Linked DNA regions of Rattus norvegicus: region 2 is linked to region 1. A link is a contact called in public Hi-C data. All regions are on one chromosome and are shown on one strand. The core of a region is the stretch at or near the end of the contact, and the rest is flanking DNA. Distances in the headings are between cores, read along the strand shown. Region 1 has its middle 67 kb from the start of Cyld. Region 2 holds the start of Nod2 (nucleotide-binding oligomerization domain containing 2).

Evidence for each region. Hi-C and Micro-C count contacts between places; a contact is called where the count stands out from the background.
Region 2: a Hi-C map of psoas muscle shows a contact between it and region 1, with 3 times the contacts expected there. The contact joins the promoter of Nod2 here to the enhancer-like site in region 1. A contact is called at or near these places in 5 of 12 Hi-C or Micro-C datasets (the A7r5 cell line, the Rat2 cell line, kidney and 2 more).

Annotation. Positions count from the first base shown.
Region 1 is chr19:34,478,195-34,482,764 of GRCr8, forward strand. No RefSeq gene overlaps it. Among named protein-coding and RNA genes, the nearest start is that of Cyld, 67 kb to the right of the region's middle. Within about 2 kb of position 2,642, at least 9 of the 93 cell types and tissues checked have an H3K27ac peak or open chromatin away from gene starts, as enhancers often do.
Region 2 is chr19:34,593,524-34,598,093 of GRCr8, forward strand. It overlaps Nod2 (nucleotide-binding oligomerization domain containing 2), which reads right to left and starts at 2,719. Exons shown (of 13, transcript NM_001414911.1): 1 at 2,674-2,719.

The DNA of each region.
Region 1 (4,570 bases), core at 1,392-3,891:
CCCAGGCCAAATGCACCCTGCCTTCTCATTGACCAGGCTTCTCCTCTGTCGGTTTCTGCCCTAGCTCCTCTACCCTTCGCACTCTTTAAAAACGTGAGCCTCGAATCCTGAGCCCGTCCTTCTGGCTGCTCCTTCTCTGTTGCTTATCTCAGATGTCCACACTAGCATTTACCTTCAGGCATCCCTGGTCAGCCCAAACTGCCTGCCCCCCGCACCTCCTCTCTCCACACAGCATGCATTTCCTTGCTCTGCTTGTCCTGGGTACCCTTTCTCCACACTATCCTTCTCTCCAGAATCCCCAACACCAGAATCTAGGAAAAGGAAGAACATTTAGCAGGAGTGGGAGGCCCAGAGTCCTTCCTCCCCAGTCTCCCAAGTAATGTAACTACTCTTGGTCTACTGGTGATTTTAGTCATGGTGACAGCACCCCCAGAGTCATGGCCCCACGCACCAAAGAGGCCAACGACACTTCACCCCTTCATGAGGCCGTACAACCTGCTTCCATCCTGCTGTTACTGTGGAAACAGATACAGGCCTTTTCTTCTCAAAGAGGCCAAGGGAAGGGCTCATTGCAACCCTGAGGGAAACATGCCCAGGTCTTTGCCATCCCAGTGACCTCCAGAATTCCTGCCACACACTCCCCAGACCTGGAGCACCTTGTAACATGTGGTCTAAAAGCTCAGAAGGCTCTTGACATCCCCTCCTTCTGGCATTGACGTCCACGCTTCCTGCACTATTGTTGCTCAGTCGATTTTTAGTCCCAATACAGATGGACCAATGTGAGAAGAGAAAACTCATAAACAACATCTACAGCCAGGAAGAGCTCTGTAGCCAGCATGGTGCCTGCTAGTGGCATTTTCAACACACACACACACACACACACACACACACACACACACACACATACACACACACACACAATCCTCTTATAAGCACATTGAGCACTATTGTGATATCTGAGTTTTTATAACCTGTTTTTTGTTTGTTTGTTTGTTTGTTTGTTCATTTGTTTGTTTTTGCCAAATATATTATAGATCAAAGTAACAGTCCACAGGCTGAGATGTTGGCCCAGTCAGCAAAGCTCATGCCATGTGCCTGTGTATAAAAACAAAAGAGTTAAGTGTGGAGGGCCGTCCCTATAATCCCAACACTGGGGCAGCTGAGACAGGAAGGATCTTTGTGGCTTGCTGGTCAGCCAGCCTGGCCAAATCTACTGTCTCCAATATTAGTGAGAGACACTGACCCAAAAGTAGAGATCAACCATGAAAGATACCCAGTGTCAACCTCCTCTCTCTCTCTCTCTCTCTCCCAATCTCTCTCTCTCTCTCTCTCTCTCTCTCTCTCTCTCTCTCTCTCTCTCTCTCTCTCTTATATTTTTGGTTGTGAGCCTAGCCTTTAACGGCTGAGCCATCTTTCCAGCCCTCTCTGTCTCTGTCTCTCTGTCTCTCTGTCTCTCTGTCTCTCACGCACAGGCACATGCACATGATCCAGAGGAATCATCAGAGACTCCAACATACTCCAGGGTCTATTTATGCCACAATGTATCAAGGTTCTGCACATCCAGGCTTCTCAAATTGGCCCCATTATAAACAAAGTTGCCAGGATCTCTGGCTTATGGTTGGGCAGATGTGCAACCTCTCATTCCCTCAAAAGGGCTCCTACTGGCACATGTGCTGAGTACAAAGTTTGCAGCACATGGAGGGTTCTGAATCGTGTCTCAGTTTGTGAGCAATTATCCAGGAACAGGAGCTGAAGAAGAAGCAAAACAAGAAAAGCTGGCAGCCCAAGGAAAACCAGCTCCTGAAGTACCTGGCGTTCACTGATGGAGACCTCAGACGCCAGAAGTGAACAGGATGGTGCAGAATGGAGCCCAGTTCCCCTGTGTGTGTTGCATGCTGATGTTCTAAGAGAAGCCATGAAGAAGGTGCTGAGATCTGTTATAGGATCTCTCCAGCAAAGCCCTGTAATTTGTTTATGGTGAACCCTAGTCAGTGCCTGGGAATGGAGCTGCGCACTTCCTTCCCCACCCAGCAGAGCAGGACTAGGAGAATGCTGGTGGCAACTGGCCAGCCAATAGTGGAGCCACAAGGGACAGCAGCAGCAGGAACCTGCAGTAACTCCTTTGGCTTGCCAGGCCTGACCCAAGGGTGCTATTTCACGTGATGCATGACCCAAAACGAACATGGGGAGGCGCTGTGGCTCCGAGTTTCCTGGAAGATAAAAAAGTGTTCTCCACCACGGCAGGAATTAGCATACACTACACCCGTGGACAGCATACAGCTTAGGAAACGGGACGGTGTAAAATGCCATCCCAGGGCCCTGTCCTGCAAAGTTGGTTCTGCCTGTTCTGCATAGGACCTCCACACCCGCCTTGCCCCAACATCAGAGGCAGGTGGTCCACAGACTCTGACGAAGCAAGCTGTGGGGGCATTCGGGCAACTGATAACTTTAGGTTTGAGCCTAGACATGCGCACCAGTGATTGTGATATCAGAACCTGTTCTTTTTTTTTTTTTTTTTTCCTCCACGTTCTTCACAAAAACCAAGATTCATTCCGTCGATCTGGTCTTGGACTCCATAACCCATCTTACCGTGTCCTCCCAGTAGATGGCACTATCTCGTTTTAAATGTGGCTTTAAGGCGCCTGAAGACTAAAGCTGGAGTCAGAACCAGGGCAGAGCCAATCATGAAAGAAGACAGTAGCAGCAGAAATGGCCATCACGAACCATGTGTCTTTAAGTTACACGGGGGACAGGGAGGGGGGTGGGGAGGGAGGTGGGGGGGGGACGGGGAGGGTTAAGGCCTCCTGCATGTCATTTGTAATGTGCTACGTAGCCCTGAAGGCCAGGTTTGCTTTTAGCATCACCTGCTGCCTTTCACACGTACTGTCTGACTGGGACCACTTGGAAGTTATGGGGTACTGCGTCGTAACCTAACGTGCCCACAAGGTGGCGCTGCTGCACTCAAAAGGAGACAATTTAGGAAATACAAATCTTATAAGTAGTATGAGGACTTGCCCTGGCCTGACAGGGCAAGTGGAGGCAGAAGGGGTGTGTTTAATTAGTCTCACGAGCCTATCTCTCAATTTCATGGTTACATTTCCCCTATGCTGCTGCTACTGCTGCTGCTGACTACCATTTAGTAAGGGATTTCTGAGCACAAGGCAGCGTGATAAACATGGCTTCATTCAAAGTTTATTTCTGGAGAAGCTCTGCGATGTCTCCAAGATCATGTGGCATGAGGGAACTACAGACTGGGACCTCTTGTACTTTCTCAAAAGGACAGACAGTTCTGGCTGTATCCGTAATAGTGAATAGGACAGCTGATCTGCCCAAGAGGCTAAAAGTTCCGTTCCCCCGTTCAGCAAATGTTTGAGCGCCTACTTTGTGTCAGGCGCTGGTCAAAATGCTGAGAAAATGGGAGTAAGAGTCACAGTCATCACTGCTGCTAATTCTGAGAGCACAACAAACCAGATCAGAGTAAATGGTGTTGGGTGAGTAGTGCAGGGGAGAAAGGGAGCCGAGGGGTCATTGGAGGAGTCCATGGTGAGCAAGAATGGTCCCACCGGGCTCCTGACAAGCAAGGGTTAAATATTCAGGGGTGGACAGCAGTGAGCTAGGTCTGAAATCATCTATTATGAAAGTTAAACTGAGGCGGGAAAAGGTGATTCATACCTGGAATCCCAGTACTCAGAACACTGAGGCAGAAAGACTATGGCAAGTTCAAGGTCTCCCTGGGCTATGGAATGAGATAGATGATAGATAGATAGATAGATAGATAGATAGATAGATAGATAGATAGATAGATAGATAGATAGATAGATAGATAGACAGACAGACAGATATAGAGATAACAAAAACAACCTCTGGGACTCAGTCCTTCCTAATTATATATCTATTTTATGACATCTATAACAACACTGGGCAGACTTTTCCTACAAGTAGCCAAAGAGTAAATATTTTAGGCTGTGCAAGGCCTTAAGTTTTCTGTCACAGCTCTACAACTCTGCTGTTACAGGACAAGTGGGTGTGACTGTGTTCTGCTAAAATGTCACTTGGGGAAACAGTGTGGGGTTGGGCTTGGTCCCCAAGCAATATGCAGAGCCCTAGACTGAACGCTAGCATTCAGTGTGGACATGCTCTGCCCTTTTGTGAAGAATCTATGTCTCTCTTTCCATTCTATCTGCTGAGCTGGTACCCAATAGTTTGCAGTCGCATGGTGTGGATGTTTACACCACAAACAAGCACAGAGAACCAATAGAGTTGCTCCCCATCTCCCCCATCCCCTATCCTTGCTTTTCCCACCCTCCCAGCTCCCAGCCATTGCCTTTAAGTCCTCTCCCAGTGCTTCTCTGAGGAGACTGCCTGCTCTGTAGCAGTACGTTTGTCTGCAATACAATGCTTCCTGTTATAATCTCACCCCATGGCAACCCACTCAGCAGGCTTGACCCTCTGGAGCCAGCAGAATACAGGACTGAGAAGCAAACTGTGGGTGCAGGGTCAAGGCTGGTAAGACCAACTAGCCCCCAAGAAGAGCACACCATGGTAGTATTAAAGTCTTGAAAACCGATAC
Region 2 (4,570 bases), core at 1,469-3,968, 120 kb after region 1:
CTGAATTGCTTCTCAGGGAACCAGTTCCCATCAGAGCACCAACAGACTAATCTATCCTTCCTTTCCATTCTCCCTTGTCCGGACCTGAACTGCCATTCCCAAGTCCACACTCCAACTCCTTCCCCCTCCATGATTTCCAGTTGTTCTGTTCCCCACCTTCCTTTCTGTCATCAAGGGCATTCTTTCACCCTGCTCCCCCTCCTCCCTGGAGCACTCTGCTCACCCTCCTCCCTGGAGCACTGCTGCTCACCCTCCTCCCTGGAGCACTGATGCTCTCCCTCCTCTCTGGAGCACTGCTGCTCCCCCTCCTCCCTGGAGCACTGCTGCTCACCCTCCTCCCTGGAGCACTGATGCTCACCCTCCTCCCTGGAGCACTGATGCTCTCCCTCCTCCCTAGAGCACTGATGCTCCCCCTCCTCCCTGGAACACTGCTGCTCACCCTCCTCCCTGGAGCACTGCTGCTCACCCTCCTCCCTGGAGCACTGCTCCAAAAGTCATGAAGGATTTCTCTGATACTCCACCCCACTTCCCACTCTCCTTCCTTCTAGCCACTCTGTCTCCAAGTGGTTCCTAGTCCTGTCCCCCATCCCCCACCACCACCACCACCACCAAGAACTGAATTACTGACGCTTCTCTGCCCACAGGCCCAATTCCCAACTGTGTGATAACAATGACTGAAATGTTACTGGGAGCTATTCAGCATCGAGTGGTGCGTACCAGCATCTCCAAAAGACAAATACAAAATCAATCACTGGATCTCCTTCCTAACAGCACCCCTCCCAGACGACGGCGGCCCCAAACGCTCAGTCAGGCTTGACTCTGCCTCTCTCCAGTATCACAGACTATACACCCAACCTTCAACAGACTCCAAGTCTAAAAGCCATATACCATGATGTAAGCTCTACAGCACCCTCATAGTTCCCTCATCTGCCATGAATCTCCATCTCTGCCTCACAACTAGATGAACCCCGCCAGACCCTAAGTCAGAGCAGGAGCTGTTCACAGCTCCCACATGGTCAAAGTGAAAGCCAACAGCTTTTATAGAGTGACCTCAAGCCCAATACAAGAGATTTCAGCTGCCACCTCTTTCCTCCTAACCACCCCCCACTCCCCCACCCCATTTCCACCCTGCCGTAGCTCCTGGCCTGCTCCTTACTCTCAGAACAAGGAAGCCTGCTCTGGTCTGTCATGCTCCTGCTTTTCACACACACACACACACACACACACACACACACACACACACACACACAGCTTTCTCTATCCCCCAAGATAGTCACATGACTTGCCTATCACCTCCTTAAGATTTTGTTCAGTAGTGACTGTCTCAGAGGTGCCTTCCTCTGCTATGCAAAACCCTAGTCCCCAAGCCCTGTCCCAGCTTCTTCTCCCCACAGTATTTCCTGTCATCTGAGATGGCAGGTGTTAGCGGGATGTAGTCACCATAACCCTGTGTATCACCCAGGGCACAGATGGGGTCTGCATGAGTTGAGGGTGGGTTTATTCCACCCAGTGTGGGGAGGTAGCTGTGGAACCAGCGAGCAGAGATTGCAAGGCACACACTTTGGCCAAACAGGTATAGAAGCCACTTTGTTAACAATAAGTTCCTGTTCACTGGGCCACTCTGCAATGCTGACCTGGGTGGGAGAGAGGGGGCAAGATGGAGCCAGTGCCAGCTTGGAGCTGCATGTAGAGGCCAACTGGCATCAAGTGGCCAAGAAACCAGGAGCTCCAGTGACCTCACAACAGACTAAGACAGAGCCAATGAAGCTGACTCTTTGGTCTTCTTCACCAAGAGCACAGAGATGGGGATGGGGCTTTTCCCCTCCAGGATAACAACCCTGGGTGAGATCCCAGAAAGCCAATGCCCCCATCCCAGGCCAGGACCTTGCAGGTTCTAAAAAAGACACAGAAGTCAGAGCTTCAGCCAGCTCAGACCTATCCAGAGGCTTGGGAGCTGGCTTGTCCAAAGACAGCACCAAAGGCTTGAAAGAGAGCCAAGCAAAAGGCTGAGCGCTTAGCTGGCATTGGGCACGGAGGTGTGGGTCTGTCCGGGCAGGAATAGGGTTTGATCCCAACTCCCACACTCACAAATGAGTAACGGTAAGCAGGAGGCTGGGGCAAGGATTATGAAGCAGCAGCTGGGGTTAGAGAGTATTTCTGAAGGCTAAAAGAGAAACTGAGGCCTACAGAGAAGGGGGTGGAGGGGGGCAACTGAACCAGGAATAGTTCCTGCTAAGACCCAAAGCAGGCTTTTCTCCCTCTGGGTAAGGACCTCACCTGCAAGTTTCCCTCCAATGTCCCAGCCATCCACAAATCAAAGCCTCCCCTCAGACTTCAAAGGATCCTGGGGGCTTCAATGTGCTTCCTATACCCTCTTCTTTCTCTGTTACCAAAGCTGGCCAAGACTCCCCTCAAGACACCCTTTCCTTTTACAGCCTATCTACTCTGTCAACGCTTCCAGGAGAAACAGAGTCCCTTCCAGAAGCTCAGACATGCCAGTTCCAGAACCAATTAACAAGAGTCCTGAGGATGGGACTTGTGACGGTCGTCACCTCCACAGCAATAAGCGCTGTCCTCCGGGAGTCCTCAAACTTCCCCCAGAAAACCGTCCTTTCCACACATCCACCCACCCTGATCACCCGCAGACCACAGAATCAGAAAGCAGGCACTCACCGCCAGCTGCTGCGCAGAGGTTCCTCAGACAGCCCGGTAGTGACTCCAGGGAGGCATTAGAACTCCCTCAATGATCTCGCCCCGCCCATCGCCCCGCCCATCGCCCCACCCACCCAGTGACCCCGCCCACTCTGGCAGGCTGGGAAGGGCGGCCACACCCCTCCTGATTTCCCTCTAGGTACCAGTGAGACAGGTATCCGGGAATAAGAGGCCTGCCTGCTGTGCTTTATGTCCTGCCCTTGGGGACCCGTTTCAATCCGAAGGGAACCATAGAGTCCTGGGAACAAGCTAGGAAAGCCCTCGGTGTCAGTAGGAACCGACGCACCCTCCCTGGGATCTGTAAGCCCTTAGTCAGCTACAGTTTTAATGGAGACATTCCCAGAAGGCTATGCTGGGTGGTGTTAGGGCATTTAAAGTTCCTCTTTTCCCCTTGGTTGTCAGTCCCATGCAAGCTGAGGAGGGAGGTCAAAGTGTAACAGCATTTGCCTACTAAGTAGCCTCCTAGGCTGGGCTCTGACACATCCTAATTAGAGCTGCTCGAGAGAGTTGTTTAGTTTCCATTACAGTCTCTTGATTTTATAACTTCCCATTCTTAATGTTACTTCTAAAAGTCTTGAGCACGAAGTCTCATTTGAGAGAGAGAGAGAGAGAGAGAGAGAGAGAGAGAGAGAGAGAGAGAGGAGCAGAGCATGGTCAAACAGGCCGGGTTCTATGGGAAGGAGAAGCTGGGGGAGGGAAGCCCAGGAGCTGGAGAAGTTTAGTGTCAGGGAGTAAGGTGGGAAGATCAGTGGAGAGCTACAGATATTGATTGAGGGAGCCTGGAGGCCAGCATGCTCTTCGGGGCTTTAGTATGCTAATAGATACTTCCTTTAGCCTTTTGTCCGGGCAGTTTCTTTTGAACCTGACACTTACACTTAAGTCTGATCGCGGTAACTCCCTCAACCCCACCTGCAGAGTACTACTCTTGTCCCTGATTTAGGGATGAAGAAAATGAAGCCCAGGAAGGCTCATTAGCCTATCCACGAAGTGAAAGCATCATCAGGGTGTGCTCCAGACCTCAGGTACCAAAGGCTGTGCATTAACCACTGCCTCGCACCGCTTCCAGTTACGTACCTGTGTCCCTGAGTCAGCTGAGGTGGCAGCGGCTGCATTTAGAAGGTAAGGTCCTGCCTAGGGAACGGTCCTGTTGGTGTTCAGTGCTGTCTACAGGGTGTTTGTTTTTAATAGATTTTCTCTATGGATGAAATAACCCAATGCAAGTCAAACTAAAAGTAGGGAAGGTTTATTTGGGGGCAGCTCTCGAGCAGGTTCACTGATACCGATGGGGCCAGGGAAATTGCCACACCGACCAGGAGGGAATGGGGTGGGGTGGGGGCAGAGAGATAAGAGGAAAGAGAATGCATAGGCAGGGAGAGAAAAATGGAGAGAGAGAGAGAGAGAGAGAGAGAGAGAGAGAGAGAGAGAGCGCACAAAATGTCTGGATTATATGGGGAAGAGCCTCTGGGGAAGGGGAAACCCACCCCCTGGGCTGGAGAGTTCAGGGTAGAGGATGGGTATTCCAGCCATACCCTGTAATGGGCGGGAACTGAAGGATGCTGGGAGAACCTGGAGACCAAATCCACTTTGACATGTTAAATAGATACCTTAGCTGCTTGTTGCCTTTGAAACTGTTTGAAGCCCGACAGTTTTCCATTTTAAATTGTTTACATGTATTTATTGTCTGTGGCTATTATGTACGTGGATGCATATAAGTCTTGGCACACGAGTGGAGATCATGGGTCAACTTGGAGTTCTCTTTTCACCACATGGGGCCCTGAGGATCAAACGCAGACTGTCGGGCTTAGCAGCAAGCACCCACTGAGCCATCTCGTCGGCCCCAACTTTTTGGAAGTTGTTT